2 separate regions of the Anser cygnoides genome follow, and region 2 is linked to region 1. Evidence: chromatin contacts called from public Hi-C data. All regions are on one chromosome and are shown on one strand. Each heading gives the region's core, a stretch centred on a gene start, on an enhancer-like site or on the middle of the called end of the contact. The rest is flanking DNA. Distances are from core to core; before and after follow the strand shown.

Region 1 (2,871 bases), core at 165-2,664:
ATAAAAATCTAGTCCCCACATCATTACAAGAAAAATTGTAGGATACGTGAGTTAGTCAGAAGCTTAAGAAGAAATGTAACGCCACTGCCCTGAGATAGAAGATGGCAATGGCACCAGACATCTAGAGGAACCCTAGACTACAAACTCCCGAACTCCACCGTGCAGTGCTGCCCTTTCCACCACAATGACTCTTTCTTCCCCACAGCCATATAGCCCTTTAGGCCCCTTGTTTCACTGCTAAGCTCCTCCACAAGGCTCCTTCCCATGTTTCTTGCATTTTCTTTCTCCCTATACATATTCCCCACACCTATTTTCCTTCTATCCTCTTCCAAACACCATATCCTCTGCATGCAGCCCCGTTCCACGCACACATCCCTTACCCTCCAGGGATACACCCCAACCCACCCGTTTACACAATGAGACTCTTCACCCTTTGCTTCCAGCCTCTTTTTGCCTCCACCACGTCACCTCCGTGCCGCCGTGCACTCCCTCTGCCCATCAGCCACCTAACCGTCCCATCTCCTACCCCAAATTATTTCACAGACCTCCCAGCTCCCCGTGCAGCCAGCCCACCCCACCGACAGCTCCAGCCCCTCGTGCACTTATTCCTGCCGCACACGAAGCATCTCCCCCACCTCGCACAGCGCCTTCCCCCGTCCATCCCAACTCCTTTTCACCCACTTCTGCCCCCCACCTCACGCAGCAGGCAGTGCCCCTCTCCCATTTCCACTTGGCGCAGCGCTGGTTCCCACATCCCCCCCATGCTTTGCAGAGCTCTCCTCTCCGCGTGCTGCCCCCAAAACCCCTCTACCCAGCACCCCATCCTTCATGCACCGACCCTGAATCCTGTTCCCCACACCTGCCTCTTATTAATTCAGCACCCGCTCCCCCACACCCTGCAGCACAGCACCCTCATCCCCACAGCACTGCCACCCCCAGGCACTGCCCTGTCCCCCTATAACTCTCCCGTCCCCCCACAACACCCTCTCTCCATATTACCGCTTAACCCCCCCGGACCTTTCCGTGTCCCCCCCCAGCACCCCTCCCTGTCCCCCCAGCACCTCCCTGTCCCTCCCCGTCCCGTCCCACGTGCGTCCCGTCCCGTCCCGTCCCGTCCCGTCCCGTCCCCGCCGCTCACCGTCCAGCGACACGAACTGCCCCACGGCGGAGGAGCCGCCGCCGCTGTTCTCCACGAACTGCACCTCGGAGACGATGATGTTGTCCTCCAGCACCGAGCCGCAGCCCGTGCACACCGCGTCCCCGCGCGCCGAGTCCACCTCGATCTCCGAGCAGCCGCAAGCGGCGCACACCCGCCCGCCCGGCATCGCGGCCCCCTGCCCTGCCCTGCCCCGGCCCGGCCCCGCCGCCCCCCGCTGCCGCCGCCCGGCGCGGCCCGGCCCGGCCCCGCACAGGCCTCGCTCGCCGGTACCGGCACGGGGAGGAGCGCGGCGGCGGCCGCCCCCCGCCGGCTCTCGCGAGACGTGGCCGCGCCTCGCGGGGCGGGGGGGCGAGGAAATGGCGGCGGGGCGGCGCCTGCACGGCCTTGGGGGAGTCGCCTCACACGGGTGTTTGTGGGGAGCAGCCGGGGGCCCTCACCGACAGGGCTGTTATATCTGCGTTCCTCAGGTGTTTTAAATGTTCTGCGAAGCCAGCCCGTCAGCCTTTCTTGTTGAGCTGCGGGAAAGGGAGAGGTCGCAGGCTGTAGGCAGACCACAAAGATTCACTCAAGTTTCCCTAGGTTTCGTTCATTTCATCATAGGCTTCTTATCTAAGCTTATTTAAGTTGTTAATAAATTCATGCCAAGGTTTCTGTACGATAAAACGTTTCCTTTCTGCCAGTCTTTGTCCTTCCCACTCAGGTAGTTTCATTTGTGGACAAAAGAGTATCACTAAAAAAGGAAATTTGCACTCTGGGTGGCGGGTGGTATAGAATCACAGAATCCCAGAATCATTAAGGTTGGAAAAAACCTCCAGGATCATCTGGTCCAACCACCACGCGACCACCAATGTCACCCACTAAACCATGTCCCTAAGCACCACGTCCCAACCTTTCCTTGAACACCCCCAGGGACAGAGACTCCACCACCTCCCTGGGCAACCCATTCAGATGCCTGACTGCTCTCTGTTATTCTTGACATGCCATCAAGCCTATAATAATTAATTGTGTACACGCCATCAGTAACTAAAAGTTGTGTAACAATATGCGGCAGAGAAAAGCGTGGGCCTCGTTTTCTCATCTGTATGCCAATTTGTGTTCCCTTGAAGATAAAATTGGGGCTACAACGCTCGTATTTCAAAATAATGCTTCTGTTATGCTTCAAAAATTATTCATCAATCAAATCTGTTCGACCATTCTATGATAATAAATAGGTAAAAATGTTATGGGGCATAATGAATCGGTTTCAGTAAGGTACTTTGAGTTTTGCCTAAGGTACCACAGCATTTAAGTCTAGTGCTTTGTAACTGTTTTGGTTATTCATTCCTGAACCCAACAAATACACTTTCAGCCAGGGTTATTTTTTGCTTTATCACACAACCCATATGTCATGAACTAGTGTGGCATTCCGCTGACCGAAACTGAGCAGAATAGATACCACAGCAGTATTTTTGTATACTTTCAGCTGTTGGCATTAGAAATACACAAGCCCAATGCAGAAATCTCACAAAATTATACACCATGTAGATAATGTCAGAGGAAATTATATTCCTGATACAATTCCTGAGCAAATATTTTTGTTATTTATAGGAGGAGAAAGCCCCATGAAAAAAATATATATATATTTTTTTCTCACTCAGCAAAGTCTCTGCAGTATCAGAACATTTTAATTGACAACTGCCAAACCAGATCATTCATCATACAGTTCTATGACA
Region 2 (2,871 bases), core at 197-2,696, 140 kb after region 1:
CCCAAAACTGCTCATTCAAAATACACCAGCAGCCTTTTGCCATGGATATTTAGATTCAAGACAAAGAAGGCCTACTTTTCAGAAATGCTGCACCATCAGTTGGATGTAGGTGTGCCACATTCAGCAATACCTAAGATGAGGCCCTACCACTTTTCAGAGATTCCTTTAGACCGTATCAAATTTACGCCTTCTATCCGAATTCCCTGGTTACAGAGAGAATGTACCTAATGAACCTAACCAACCAAAACCCATTAGCACAGAATACCACAGTAAGTGTTACTCTTTGCTAAACACTGCATTTTCCTAGTACATGTGTAGGAATGTGCAAGTATGTACAGTGTATGTATAGCAGTGTTAAAGTACCAGTAGGAAAAATAGGTAAACTAAGACACAAGGCTAACCAGCTGACTGAAAACTGAAAGCAGAAGGAAGCCTTTTCCTGTAGGGTCTGACAAGTCTTTCAAATAGGGTTTGCAGGACATGTGTTAACGCACATCCTGGTGTTCTCCAACACACAGGTTGATTTATTCTGCTGTAAAAAGAAGCAACCGATGCTTGCACAGTACGAGAACAGAGACTGAAGCACAAGTTCCCAACTCCCGCTCATAAAAGCATCCTGGCAGCAGCGAGTAAATTCACAGCAGACCAGAAGCTGTCGAGTGGTTTCAGCTCGGCCCAGGCCTTATCTCAGGGCAGACGCTGAGCTCTCCAGGAGCACAGAGCCCAGGGGCAGGCTGAGGCTGTGGGCAGCAGCACAGCTGGGACAACACTCCCAGTTCTTCCCGAGGCCCTCGCTGCTACTCTCGTTTAACAGCGCACCGTTTGCACACAGGAAGAAGCCAGCTTGAATTAATCCCGCGTAGTGAAAAAGCTTCGAGGTGTCTTAAAACCACCTCACTCCGGCAGCAAAGACCCCTGCAGCCCCATGCCGAGGCCGGACCCCCCGTGCACCTCCCAAACCCCAATTCCACACAGCCTCACGGCTTTCCTCCCCGGTCACACCTAGCCCGGGGGGGCAGAAACCCTCACGGACCCACAGCGGGGTCCGCCCGCCCGCTCCCTCCTTGCTTCCCTCCCTCCATCAGGAAGCGTCCCCGGGGGGCATGGCGGGCCGGGCGGGTACGTACGCGGAGACCGCCTTGCCGCTGAGGATCTCGGCGGGGGCCATGGCGAGGCCGAGGAGGCAGCGAGCAGAGCTCGGCGGGGCTCGGGAACCGTCTGTGGGACGGACCGTACCCAGCGGAGCCCTACTCCTCGCCCCACGTGGCCCCAAACTTGCGGCCGCCGCCGGCCCCCCAGCGCGCAAGCGCTGCCACCGCCCCGCCACGGAGGAGGAGGAGCGGGGAGCCCGCGGGCTCCTCTGGGTGCTCCGGTCCCCCTGTGGCGGCCGGGGGGTGCTCCCTGGGTCGCCGCCTCGGCTCTTCCCGCTACCGCGGGGAGCGGGGCTGCGCCGCGAAATGGCCGCCGGAACGCCTCAGGGGCGCCGCTGCCGGTCCCTGCCTCCTCTCGGCGGCGTTTCCCGGCGGGGAACGGGCCTTTTTTTTTTCAGGTTTTTAACACGCTTGTCCGACATAAAGTCACCATCTCTGCTGGCTAGCCATCATAGAAAGAGGATGAAGAAGAAGATGGAGTTGAAGATGGAGTTTTGGCTCGTAGGAGTTGCCATGAGCAATAGAAACAAGTTCCTAACAGTTGCCTCCAAGGGATGTACTTTTAAGTAATCCCATTGGGACTAATGAAGGTGCGGTTTCCTGTCAGGCAGGCTGCTCTGCTCCATACAATTCGCCATGTGTACGATTTACATAGCCAACACTTCATCTTACTCTGCAGGCAAGCGCATGCATTTTAGGGCCTTGCCTGAGAGAGTCGGCTTTCAATGATTTTCTCACAATGAAGATGGGAAAAGCAGTTGACTATCGTTGCTGAGGCTGGCTTGTTAGGACCCAAATAAGTTACAAAATTCATCAGTTTGTCCTGCTGATACCTAGCACAAGGTCAGAGAACAGCCCCATGACTCAAGAAACCAATGATAAAAAGATCAGGATGGTGGTGGGGTGGACCCATGGTGTTAGGTTAGATTTGTGGAGGGGCAGCGCATTTGTGTTCAGCAGTAACGCATTATTTCTGTTACTGCTGTGGGACCTAACACAATCTGCTCCATGTGGTGCCAGTACAGCAAGAAAATATGATCCCACTGCAGATTCACAAGCTGTGGAGAATAAGGGTTCAGTGCTAATGCAGCAGCAGTCTCAATGAGAATTTAGAACTTAAAAGACCTGTTTGAAGTGCTTTCACATATGTTTTTATTTTATTACTTAGAATGCATAGGTTTGGGAAAGTAAAGTTCCTGTTATAAAGAGTTTAATGAGAAAGCATTCAATCCTACTCTGTTACATCATGCTACTCCATGATATAATTAGTTCAAAAAGGGATTTTGGAGCCTGTCAGATTTTGAGAAGGGAGAAGTCCAGGCATCGCAGCTTCCACCTAGAGCACAAAACTATGAGGATGGAAATATATAGGCCTGTCTGTTTTAGAAACTCAGAAGCTTTAGGGTAGCTTCTCTGGAATTCTAGCAGGGGAAAATAAACCATACATAGTTCAAAACTTGTCTGAGGATAAGGTTTTTCTTTGTGTTTCCTTTCACAGTCTAATGAGTGATGTCTTCTATTTTTTTTTCTTTTTTATTCAGGAGAGAGCTAGTTACCTTGAGTGGTTAAACCACCTGAAGTTAACGTCTTTTGATTGTAAGAATAAAGGGCAGACATTTCTCTTTAAAAGTGACTTGGAAATAGAGGGAAAACTTTGCATTTGGAGGCTTTTATATCCAAAATATAAAAAGCTAAAAAAATACTTTTTTTTTTTTTTTTT

What was found. Hi-C and Micro-C count contacts between places; a contact is called where the count stands out from the background.
Region 2: a Hi-C map of liver shows a contact between it and region 1, with 2.4 times the contacts expected there. The contact joins the promoter of MTHFD1 here to the promoter of BRF1 in region 1. A contact is called at or near these places in 2 of 7 Hi-C or Micro-C datasets (granulosa cells and liver).

Annotation. Positions count from the first base shown.
Region 1 is chr5:59,003,388-59,006,258 of Taihu_goose_T2T_genome, forward strand. It overlaps BRF1 (BRF1 RNA polymerase III transcription initiation factor subunit), which reads right to left and starts at 1,415. Exons shown (of 15, transcript XM_066998462.1): 1 at 1,139-1,415. The coding sequence starts at 1,325. It overlaps PPP1R36 (protein phosphatase 1 regulatory subunit 36), which reads right to left. Exons shown (of 13, transcript XM_066998467.1): 13 at 1,456-2,871.
Region 2 is chr5:59,143,987-59,146,857 of Taihu_goose_T2T_genome, forward strand. It overlaps MTHFD1 (methylenetetrahydrofolate dehydrogenase, cyclohydrolase and formyltetrahydrofolate synthetase 1), which reads right to left and starts at 1,447. Exons shown (of 28, transcript XM_013183082.3): 1 at 1,128-1,447. The coding sequence starts at 1,168.